Linked DNA regions of Pan troglodytes: all the other regions are linked to region 1. A link is a contact called in public Hi-C and HiChIP or PLAC-seq data. All regions are on one chromosome and are shown on one strand. The core of a region is the stretch at or near the end of the contact, and the rest is flanking DNA. Distances in the headings are between cores, read along the strand shown. Region 1 holds the start of LDHB (lactate dehydrogenase B). Region 2 holds the start of PYROXD1 (pyridine nucleotide-disulphide oxidoreductase domain 1). Region 3 holds the start of GOLT1B (golgi transport 1B).

Region 1 (3,678 bases), core at 703-3,202:
CAATGATTTTTTTCAAAATAGAATGGTATGGGGAATATATTTTCTGGATCATTGTATATATAAAATTGTGTTTTACACATAAAAGATAACTTGCCAGGGTATACAATTCTCAACTGTTTGAGAGGGGTAGTATGCTCTCCTGGCATTTAGAGTTACATACTAGAGCATTCACTTTGTTCAATCAGATTAGAACACCTTGTGGCGAGGAATGGAAATGAGGGTAGAGGAAGGAAATAGATACCTCTTTTCATTTTTTCCTACCTCATCTCCAAAGCTACACAGTAATGGGGATGGCAAGAAGAGGAATAAGTGGAAAGATATTTAGAAGTAAAGTCTAAATATCTGACTTGCAAAGTAGGTGAAAAAGAAATCTAGGGTGGCTTCTAGATAACTTGCTAGGCTGACTTGGCTATTCTTGCTTCAAACTTGGATTTAGGGTTAATGTAATACTTTTGAGATTATCTCCAAGCTCTTTTCCTCACCATCACATTTTAATTTGTAATTGGACTGTATCTTCAGTCAAAGTCCCCACTAGCTGAATGATTTATGCTAGGAGAGTTTGAGGCTTATGAATTCTTCTCAACAAACCCTTCTCTTAGTGATTCTTTACTCTGAATTTTTATTGTACTTTAACCAAATTTCTATTGCCACTTATCACATTGTAATTGAAATAGGTTGCCTACTTGTCTGTCTCCAATGGACTAGGAACACCTCAAAGGGCATAGTCTTATATTTATGTTTTTTACCAATGCTTGGCACTGAGAATAAACTGAAGCAATAATTATAGAATTAGTGGTCATATACAAGAAATATGCATTTACAAAAAAAAACACTTCTTTTCACATACAGGGAGTTTGTGAGATGGCTATATTTGAAAGCATTTTAATTATAAGAAAACAGAACTGAAGCCAGACTCTTCAGAATTCCTCCAATTTATCATTCATTCATTTATTCATCAATGCTATATTTAGGTACCAAGCACTGGCTGAGTGTTGAAGACAGAATGAATGACAACATCCAGCTTTGGAGTCGATTAGGGACTAAAAAAGAAAGTGCATCTCACTTAGTGGTCCCACATTTCCCCTAGAGGGCAAAGCCTGACCTTGAGACCAGGTGGAATTGTAGGGGAGCTTCAGAAGGCAGGGACAAAGCCTCATTGGTCTTGTCAGGCAATGAGTAAGCAATCATTGCGTGTTTATCGAAACAGGTTGAAAAAAATAGTCATTTTCATCAAAAGAACTTTAAAACGGAGTTGATCTAAATTCAGATGTATTTTTTTAAGTCCTTTAAAGTTTAACTGAAATGCAACATAGAAATTTATTTCTGGCCGGGCGCGGTGGCTCAGGCCTGTAATCCCAGCACTTTGGGAGGCTGAGGCGGGCGGATCACGAGGTCAGGAGATCGAGACCATCCTGGCTAACACGGTGAAAACCCATCTCTACTAAAAATACAAAAAATTAGCCGGGCGAGGTGGCGGGCGCCTATAGTCCCAGCTACTCGGGAGGCTGAGGCAGGAGAATGTCGTGAGCCCGGGAGGCGGAGCTTGCAGTGAGCCGAGATCGCGCCACTGCACTCCAGCCTGGGCGACAGAGCGAGACTCCGTCTCAAAAAAAAAAAAAAAAAAAAAAGAAATTTATTTCAATTTGTACTAAATCTAATAGAACAAGAGCGTTAAAGTCCAGAAGAGTCGGGGATGGGCAAGTTTTATAAATAACTTGGCCTCCGCATTGAAGAGCCTGCGAGATGTGAGACCAGCTGAGAGCGGAAGCGTCTGGAAGGAGACCTCCTCATCTGGAGGGTGGGGGAGGGAGTGTGCACACTTGAGCCCTTGTCCTTGAAGGGGATTGAGCGAGCCGAGGGGAGGGGTAGGCGGTACTCGGATTTCCAATCACAATGGAGAAACCTAAGAGGCTGCGGTGGTTGTGGGGCCCCGCCCCCTCCTCCCTCCTTGCAGAGCCGGCGCCCGAGGAGACGCACGCCGCTGACATTGTCTTCTCCGCACGACTGTTACAGAGGTCTCCAGAGCCTTCTCTCTCCTGGTAGGTTTCGGCTCAGGACCCTAAATCCTGGCCCACAGACAAGCCTGATGGGACGTGCGGGGTAGTACTTGTGTGGGGAGACGCGGGAAGGAGGAAGAAGCACATCTGTCCTCCGCGGCCTTTAGCTCTGAGCATCCGGCCTCGGGCCCTGACTCTGCCGCTCAGTTTGGGGCGCAGGGCGGGCCGTGCCCTGGCGGAGGAGCAGAAGGCAGAGGGTAGCAGCTGCGGCTCAGGGGAGAGACTTGTTGCATTTGCAGCTAAAACCAGGCCCTATTTGTCCTTGGTGGGCTCATGGCGGCCACATCACCCCCACGGCCTGCTGGCGGGAGTCGGGACACGTGCCCGAGTAGCTGGGGGAGGGGGACGGAACGAGGTGGCCTATGAAGGCTGGACGATCTTTACCTCGAATATTTGAACATATTGCCACGGTAATAGAGAAATGCCCTTGCACTCGCTGGGATGAGGAGAAAGGCACCTAGATGACCAGCACCTTTGGCGCTGCACTTATTTTTACCCGGCTCTGACGGTCTTTCCAGGAGCTATGCGCCAGTTCTTTTCTGCAGGGCCTCTTTTCTGGATGCTTAGGGGCTTCGTTTACTTTACCAGCCTTGGGTGCTCCGAGTAAGGAAGTCCTAGACTTGTCCCCACAGACCTTACTCGGGGACATATCTAGCTTCTGCATGCCCTCGTGATCTGCTGTTCTTTGCTGCCGGTGCCCTGAGGAAAAGATGGTTTGTGCGCACCGCGAGCAGTACAAGCTGCAGTAAGGTCCTGGGGAATGGGGGGAGGGGAGGAATTCAAAAGCAAAACCTGAATTTTTAAAAGATTACGGTGAGAAAGATTCTGCAAAGAAGATCTTTGTTACTGAAATTAAGGCACTCGTTTATTTCTAATGATTTATATCCACAGCAGTGAGGAGACATAAGGGACCAAGACTCAGAGATTTTTACCGTTTGTCGTTCTTGTTCCTTACAGCCTGCACTCTGATGTTGGCACAGGCCTGTATATCATGCAGACCATTTTCTTCTCATTTCTTAAAACTCCTTTTAAGGAAAAATTGAAGAAAAGCACTTTCTCCAGAAATATCTGAAAGAAAATCTGGTTCGAGCCTTTAAATTGTACTTCCTGAAGTTTTCTAAATTAAAAGGTCTATCAGAACAACGAATCTGTATTTATATAGCCACTGTTTCTGCATTTTCATTTTCCACTGCTTCCTGGGCCCCCTGTATACCAAAATGGTCGTAAACAGACCATCTAACAACAATAAACTTAAGTGCAGAACAACTATTCATGTGTGTCGTCCTTCAAAAAGAGATGCAGCATTCTTTCTTCTGAGCCTGTTTAAAATGCAGGCCATGTCTGAATTTATTTCATTTTAAGGTCATCTATTTGTGGAGGCACTTGCACAACATTGCATCTTCTCTCTTTAACGTCCACTAGGAAACTGTAAATGTGATCTGTAAAGGCGAAAGAATCTCCTTTTAATTTATCCTTATAGATGGGAGGAAATATTTTTTGGAAAAAAAGCTATAAGATAAAATAGTTGTTACACAGTTGTCTCCAAATTCAGATACTTTATTCCAACTTAGAGTCCTGCTAACTCTTACTTTACGTAGACAGTTAATAGACTAGGCTTATT
Region 2 (3,678 bases), core at 689-3,188, 220 kb after region 1:
ACTTTGGCCTCCCAAAGTTCTAAGATTACAAGTGCGAGCTATCGTGCCCAACACCCGTGTGATTCTTCTTAGTCTCATTTTATTTGAACTTTCTATATTTGACAATATTATTACTCTCTCCATCTTTCTTTCCTCTGTATATTCTGTAATTTATATCTCTGCTGTTTCCATTGCTAAATGAGGTCCTCAAAACTTCTTTATACTACTGAAATCGCCTTCGAATTGGCTCTCCAGTTTCACGTATAAACCAGCTGCCTCTGCCACAAATACATTGTAACTAATCATCTTTCAAGCCTTTTCATATGATCAAGTTACTCCACTGCTCAAAAACATTTGACTACTTGTAAATTCTTGTTAAGTTCTTAGCATGATAAGACTCCTTATGATCTATGCTTTAAGCTTTACTGCTCCCTGATGATCCATGCTTTTCCACTGGAGATGACATTCTTTTCTCGAATACTTGGTGAACTTTCACTCATTCTTTCATAATGAGATTTTAAAAATACCTCCTTTGATTAAAAAAAAATTCCTCTTCCCTAATTCAGTCCCTACCTACTCCACAGGCACCCCTAAGATAACCGTTGATATCTCTTGCATAGACATACAATATTGTAATACTGTCTCTTCCAGCAGGCTGTGAGTCCCTAGCATGGTATACCATGCTGTTCATAGTTGAACACTCAGCCCTTAATACGGTGCCTGCATCATATATGTTTACTTAGTGAATAAACGGAAAATACGCATCCAACGATGAAAACACTTGAGTTTCTTCCACTATTTCTTATGACTTCAGTGATTGCTCATGTTTACTTTGTATCAACAAAATAATGTAGAACTTTTTGGAATACACACATGTATCTGAATATATATGCTCTGGCTATTCAGTATAATCAAGAAAGCAAGCCCTACATGCATTTAATCCCTCGCTGATTGTTTTACAAAACTTTACTAGAAATAAAGTTTCTTCTATCTTGGGAGTTCGAAGTATAGAAAACTTACGTATGGGATTCTTTATTAATTAGTTAAGATGCACTAAAGACTTGGCAACTATCTGGAAACTAAACTCAATCACCTACGATAATTAACAAAGGGGGCTGAGGGCCGGGTGCTGTGGCTCAGGCCTGTAATGCCAGCACTTCGGTAGGCGGAAGCGGGCAGACTGCTTGAGCCCAGGAGTTCGAGACCAGCCTGGCCAACATGGTGAAAGCCCGTCTGTACTAAAAATACAAACATTAGCGGGGCGTGGTGGCTGGCGCCTGTAATCCCAGCTACAGGCTGACGCAACAGAAGAATCGCTTGAACCCGGGAGGCAAAGCTTGCATTAAGCCAAGATCGCACCACTGCCCTCCAGTCTGGGCGACAGAGTGAGACTCCGTCTCAAAGAAAAAGAAAAAAAAAGAAAAAAAAAAAAGAAAGGGGGCTGAATTTTTTGTCTAAATACAAAGTCCTCATGTCTGCTCTGACATTACAAGGATCTGAGCACGGATCAGCCAGCTTTGGTTTCTCGGCTATAATTTGCCTCCCACTCCTCCCTGCGCTTAAGAGAAAGCTAGTGAGGTCATCTGAGGACCACCAAGCAGTTTCTAAAATCTGGGAGCAATAAGTGCGGAAAAGGGCGCAGCAAAAAAGGAACCCGGAAGAAGAAAAAGGGAGGGGGTGGGAGGAAGGCCTCCAGTGCTATCCCCTTTGGGGTCGGGGAAAGAGGCGGAACCGCCTGAGCACCGCCCTACCTGCTCCGCACAAGTGACGCCCGCGATGCCGCCGCCGACCACCACGAACTTCCCTGCCGTCGGGGGAGGGCGCGCTGCCTCCATGCTGCCGGACTCCCAGTGGTTTACTGAATATCGCGGCGGAGCAGCGGCACTCTGGACTCCAGGAGAGGAAGCAGCCGCGAGGCGGTCACTTCCGGTGCCTTATCCAGAGAATCCGACCTACGGGTGCTCGGGAGCTCACACTACTCATCTCGAGTACCTGCTGCCGGCTGCGTTTCGGAAGCAACGAATTGTCTCCTGGTGTTCAGAGCTTTGCGTTACTATTACTACACCTGAATGTAGTTATTCCATGAAAATTTGACAAAGAGAAGACCAAAAAATTAAAAATAAAAAAGTAAAGAAGATGGGTTACCCAAAGAAGTTTGATAAATTACATATCTAAAGATAGACCAGTGTTCTCACGGGACAAAACATTCATATAATAAATGAATTGGTGTGAAGTTCTCATTATTTGTTTCTGCGAGAAATTAGAGGCACAGATCTTATGCTTTTATTAGTAGAAGGAGCCTTCGGGAACATCCTGACCCCACTCCTGTCATTTTTGTAGATGAAGAAACTTGAGTCTTCTGAAAACCACTTGATTGCCACCGTTCACCTAACAATCCAAGATTTTTGTTTGTGGAAGCACAAAAATTCTCCATGACAAGGCAAAACAATACTACTGAATTGTTCTCTAAAAAATCATCCTTTTCATTTACAACTTTGACCTCAGCTAAAGTTTCCAGGAAGAATGTACAGTTGCTTTCCATTTTGTCAAAACAAATGAACATTTCTTAAATTTCCAGTCAATAGCAGCATGTGTGAGGGTTGAATGAAATATTCCCAGTCTCGGTTTTACTGTGAATTTTTTTCGTGGTCAATTGTTTTTAAGAAATTGCTAAATCATTTTTAACTCTTTTTACTATATTATTCACTATTCATATTATTTTACTATTTACTATTACCATTGCTGTCTCATATAACTTTCCCTAGGAGTTGTTTTGTAATGGTAAGGTATTATCTCTCAAATGATTCACTCTAAAACTGGTAATTACCCGAGTCCCTTTAATTCTTTAAACACTGAGAATAACCATTATATATTAACAGGAAAGCCTACCACGTATCTAATTACGGGTATTTACTGATACCTTTAAAAATCATTGTTCTTTGATTTACCAAGTTAAATGGTAAGCGGTTTAATAAACGTGTCTAATTCCTGTTACTAGTATAGCAACCAAACAAAGCATTCATTTCTAGGAGGAGGAAATACATTCCTTACGCTCATTTAGATCTAATCTTGCTTCAACTTATTTTCACATTATCTCATTCACACTGTGTTCCATTCAGGCCACACTACACTTCCAGATCCCAGGATATGCCATTTTCTTTCTGAGCGTTTGCACACATCTTTTTCCCAACTACTTTTCCCTGGCTAACTCATCAGCCTTTGGTTTCATCAAGCCATTGCTTCCCCTTTAAGATACTTTATCTAACATCCTCAAGACAGCTAGGTGTCCTCTCTGTGTGTTCCTATAGCACTTTGTCATCCTCTAAATTTAGACTTATCCCACTTTATTGTAAATTCTTACTGCCTGACCCCACCACCACCATAAACTGCTTACATAATCTCAGGGATTATTTTTGTCTCCCTTTGTATCTCCAATGTTTAGTAGGTAGTATGTATTCAACAAAAATGTGCTGAACGAAATAGGAAGTTGGTGGAGCATGAAACTCCCCTGAAGTCCTTCTAAAGATTTTTAGATTCATTGTCCAGGGTCAGGATCCTCTTGTATATTGTGACAGGGGTTTCCTCTTTATGGAAGTTGGAAGGAAGAATAGAGTGGAATTTAAGCTCCCAGGGGAAATGGAAGGAGATCATCGTCTATGGGAGGGGAAGCAAAGTAGTAGGAGGCTCCTCAGATGTAAA
Region 3 (3,678 bases), core at 454-2,953, 150 kb after region 1:
AAGTCTTCAAAAATATAATTTCTATGCACAGATTATTCTCAGATCTCAAATAAAGTTTATATCAAGTCTTCTTAGGTGATAGTGGGGTACAGTGCAAAAGGTTTCTGAGCCAGCACACCTGGGATCAAGTTTTGTTTCTGTCACTTTTTCTTTGACCATGCACTCAATTTCTTTTGTGCCTCATTTAACTTATGAAAGGGGCATGCTTCTGTGAGCCTTACAGGGCTCTTATAAGAATTATGCATAATGATTCACATGAAAGCACATGGTAAACTGAAAGAAAATACCTTTATATAATTGCCAGTAATTATTATTACACTAGATTCCTACCCCCTCAAGACTACACTTTTATTTTCTTTGATCAGAACAGGCCAGGCCAATGGACCAAAGTGGGCGGCAACCTTGGGGCAGGTGGCCCCAAGAGGCAGCCCCAGTCCAGCCTCAGGAGGGAAGACAGACTGATTGGGGGGTGGCAGTTTGTGTAGGAGGCCTTAGAAGCTCTGTGAAGTTGGTCTGCCATGACTTGAATCTCCACAAGAAGACTCCACTTTAAAATAGGGCATTTTAAATAAACTTCTATTTTTCACTTCAATTCACTGTTTAAGTCTTAAAATATTGAAAATCTGAGTTAACTGGAGTGAAATGAAAGGCATGGCAGATAAAGCAAAGTGAGACAAAAAGAGACTCTTATGAACATCAAAATATGAGGTACAGAGCTTGGGCAGACATAAATACAAAAATTATTAATATTAACAAAAAGCAGTAGGAAAAGTGGAAATATTATAATGAAAGAAAAGGAAACCGATATCAATGCTAGCTTTAGAGATGAAATAGGCCTGGAGAACTCTGTGGCAGGCAGAGAGTGATGCTAAAATAATAAAACAAGCCACAAAGCACAATATACAATACTAACGAAATATATCCTTTAATGGCACACAAAGTGGTTTTTCTCTACTGCTTGAAACTTTAGCAGGTAGAAAAGTGAGAATGTTTCAAGAGATTTCTAAAAGGCTGCTTACAGTACTGGCAAAAAGCGAATATTCAAAATGCCACATTTAAGCGTAAGGACATTTTCAAAAAGAGCCTACTGTAGGTGACATTTAAAATACCGCCTCCCAAATAACCAGCCAGCCAGGGACTTGTAGAGGACCCGAAGTGTGTCATGCGCATAAACGATCCCGAGAGTGGGCCGCGGGCACCACGCAAACTTTCTCTTGTGGCAAGCCCCTAGAACAAAGCGCCCATCTCACTGGGGATGAGGAGATCAGCGCGACCCTGGAATGAGACAGACTCTCGGCTAAAGCTCCCCTCCCAACATAGGGCGTCCCACCCTGCCCCACAGACTCTTCTCCCAGGTCAGGTCCGCCAGTGCAAGTCTAGCCCCGGCATCCCGAAGGCAGCCCCTTAGGGTCCCAGCAGCCCTAGCTCTGTCTCGCAGGCCACCGCCCCCAACCCAGAGCTTCATTCATTGACCCCGGCGGAGGGGCGAGACCCAGCCGGGCGATGGGTGTGCGCGGCTCGAGGCGGGGGCCCCGGAGCAGGTGCTTACTCTGCGTGTCCGTTAAGGAGATCATGGCTGCAGTGGTGGGGACAGCGGCGACAGCACCTCGGAAAGCCCAGGGTGGGAAGCTGAGTCGGGAGAAATGAAGCCGGGAAACAGCCCAGGCGAGAGCCGCCACGTCTTCCGGAAACACGCAGCCACCCTCACTGCCGCTTTAAGACCGCTTCCTATTGGCGAAACCTGCTTCCAATCTCAACCAATAACTCGTAATGTTGTTCGGTGACGCGCATGGTGACCACACCCCTTGACCAATTAGAGAAGGGAGTTATCTGTGATTGGCTGAACGGACCGACCCGGAAGGGTGGATGCTCTCAGCTGGCTGGCGGGAAGATTTTACTCCCGAGTAGCGGAAAGATCTGCTCGAGGCCTGGGTGCTTTGGTGTCGGAGATCCGAGAGTCGGAGATCGGAGAGTCGGACACAGGACAGTCGGACACCGGAGAGTCAAACACCGGAGAGTTAGACTGGGCTTCTCGGTGGGGAGAGGCTCTGGGATAACTACTGTTACAGCTTTGAAGGGTCAAGGGTGTGCGCTTTTTGTTTCATCCTTCCCTTTCCTGCTGCAGGGCGAGGCCGGTCTGTAGCGGATCACTTCCTTTCGCCCACACATTGGCGGAGGAGAAACCGGAAAGTTAATCACTGCCCTGCTCTGAGAACTCGGGCCTTTAGGGGCACGTTCGCCTGCTGACCGGTCTTCTGATCTCCCCATTCTTTTCCATGCAGGAGGATTGGCCACCAAAGCCTGTTTATTAGCAGCTGCCATTTGTTGGTAAATACTACTGGGGATGCTTCTTCCACCCCCTGCTTCACAGTAGCGGAAGGGCGGGCGTTATTAATATTAAATTACTATTGCCTCTAAATGCAGGTGGCGGGGAGAGAGAGGATTTAGCCTATGGTATCTCAGTGCCGTTTCCTCCAACATTGATGACTGGCTGTCACCCTGTAACATTTTTCCTGTGGATGCCTAGCTTATACTGCTGAGTGACAGACCTGCTGTAGTTCAATTTCTGGATACATTTTATGTTGAGATATCTTTTGCTGTTAAATCACATCATTTTGGGAAGGAGCAGTCTTTTAACCGCATAATCAAAGGAGTCATTTAAAATCGTGGGGGAGAATTGGATATAGACTGTGTCTTTTCATAAGGGTAGAAACAGCCCCTGCTACCTTAGCAAACCTGAGCCCTCACTATATCAAGGCATTTTCCTGGGCTGTGCGGATACAAAGGTGAAGAGATTGAACCCCAGCCCTGCTAAAGGACCTTACAGTCTATGGAAGGAATGTTACATTTTCATTACGTGAAGAGATGTTTGTATAGATCAAGAATTAGAAATCCTTGGTTTACTCTCCTATTTAGCCTTCTTTTAATGGTGTGGTTATTCCACATTCTTTAGCAAGGCAAAAAAGAGTCAGCCTATCTTTCCGGCCTAGTGGTGGCTTCAGAATTCTGTGTAGAAAGGGCGTAAGGTCAGCAGTCTAAGGATAGGTGTTGCAGAAGTGACTTTTGGAGAGCATCTTAGTTTTAGAAAATGTCCATATTAGAGAGATAGAAGAGGTGTTTTTAGGATTATGGGGAATTTAAAGTTTCTACTCTCCAGCCCCATTTTCCACTTGTCCATATGCATGCTTAGGTTTTAGTCATTCATAGATACTTAGAAATCATTAATACAAACCATTTTCCCCTCCCCCCACCTCTAACCTAGAAAATCTAGCTTTTCTGTAGAACACCAATTTCTCTTTTAAGATTGGGCTTATATTGTAATTCTTTAACGCAAGGGCTCAATAAAATGTTAGATGATTAATTTTATTATTTATGTTGATGTATTTTGCTTAATCTGGTACATTTGAATCTATCCAACTTATTTATAAGATTGCCATCCTCCCAGTTTTACAGGTAGGGAAAGAGGCTTGGAGGAACAGCATATGCAACTTTGCCTAACATAGTAATTTAGTCACATAGCAATTGGTGCTAGACCTGTTGAATGTTTGCTGTTTTTTGTTACATCACTTTGTATCTTGTGGATGTTTGCTGAGTGTTATTGCTACTGTATTTGTCATGTATACGTTTATGTGACTTGGGACACTTCTCTGAAATCTAGAGAGTTAGTCGTTCTGAGTG

What was found. Hi-C and Micro-C count contacts between places; a contact is called where the count stands out from the background. HiChIP or PLAC-seq counts read pairs in DNA pulled down with a chosen protein or histone mark.
Region 2: a contact with region 1 is called in an H3K4me3 HiChIP or PLAC-seq map of stem cell-derived excitatory neurons, with 2.9 times the contacts expected there. The contact joins the promoter of PYROXD1 here to the promoter of LDHB in region 1. A contact is called at or near these places in 1 of 7 Hi-C or Micro-C datasets (stem cell-derived neural progenitor cells) and 1 of 1 datasets of contacts at active chromatin or transcription factors (stem cell-derived excitatory neurons).
Region 3: a Hi-C map of stem cell-derived neural progenitor cells shows a contact between it and region 1, with 2.4 times the contacts expected there. The contact joins the promoter of GOLT1B here to the promoter of LDHB in region 1. A contact is called at or near these places in 1 of 7 Hi-C or Micro-C datasets (stem cell-derived neural progenitor cells) and 1 of 1 datasets of contacts at active chromatin or transcription factors (stem cell-derived excitatory neurons).

What each region holds. Positions count from the first base shown.
Region 1 is chr10:73,867,651-73,871,328 of NHGRI_mPanTro3-v2.0_pri, forward strand. LDHB (lactate dehydrogenase B) reads left to right here and starts at 1,953. Exons shown (of 8, transcript NM_001098561.1): 1 at 1,953-2,039.
Region 2 is chr10:74,083,526-74,087,203 of NHGRI_mPanTro3-v2.0_pri, forward strand. PYROXD1 (pyridine nucleotide-disulphide oxidoreductase domain 1) reads right to left here and starts at 1,939. Exons shown (of 12, transcript XM_520786.9): 1 at 1,731-1,939. The coding sequence starts at 1,814.
Region 3 is chr10:74,019,550-74,023,227 of NHGRI_mPanTro3-v2.0_pri, forward strand. GOLT1B (golgi transport 1B) reads right to left here and starts at 1,704. Exons shown (of 6, transcript NM_001252004.1): 1 at 1,550-1,704. The coding sequence starts at 1,574. It overlaps RECQL (RecQ like helicase), which reads left to right and starts at 1,959. Exons shown (of 16, transcript XM_520788.7): 1 at 1,959-2,085; 2 at 2,283-2,328.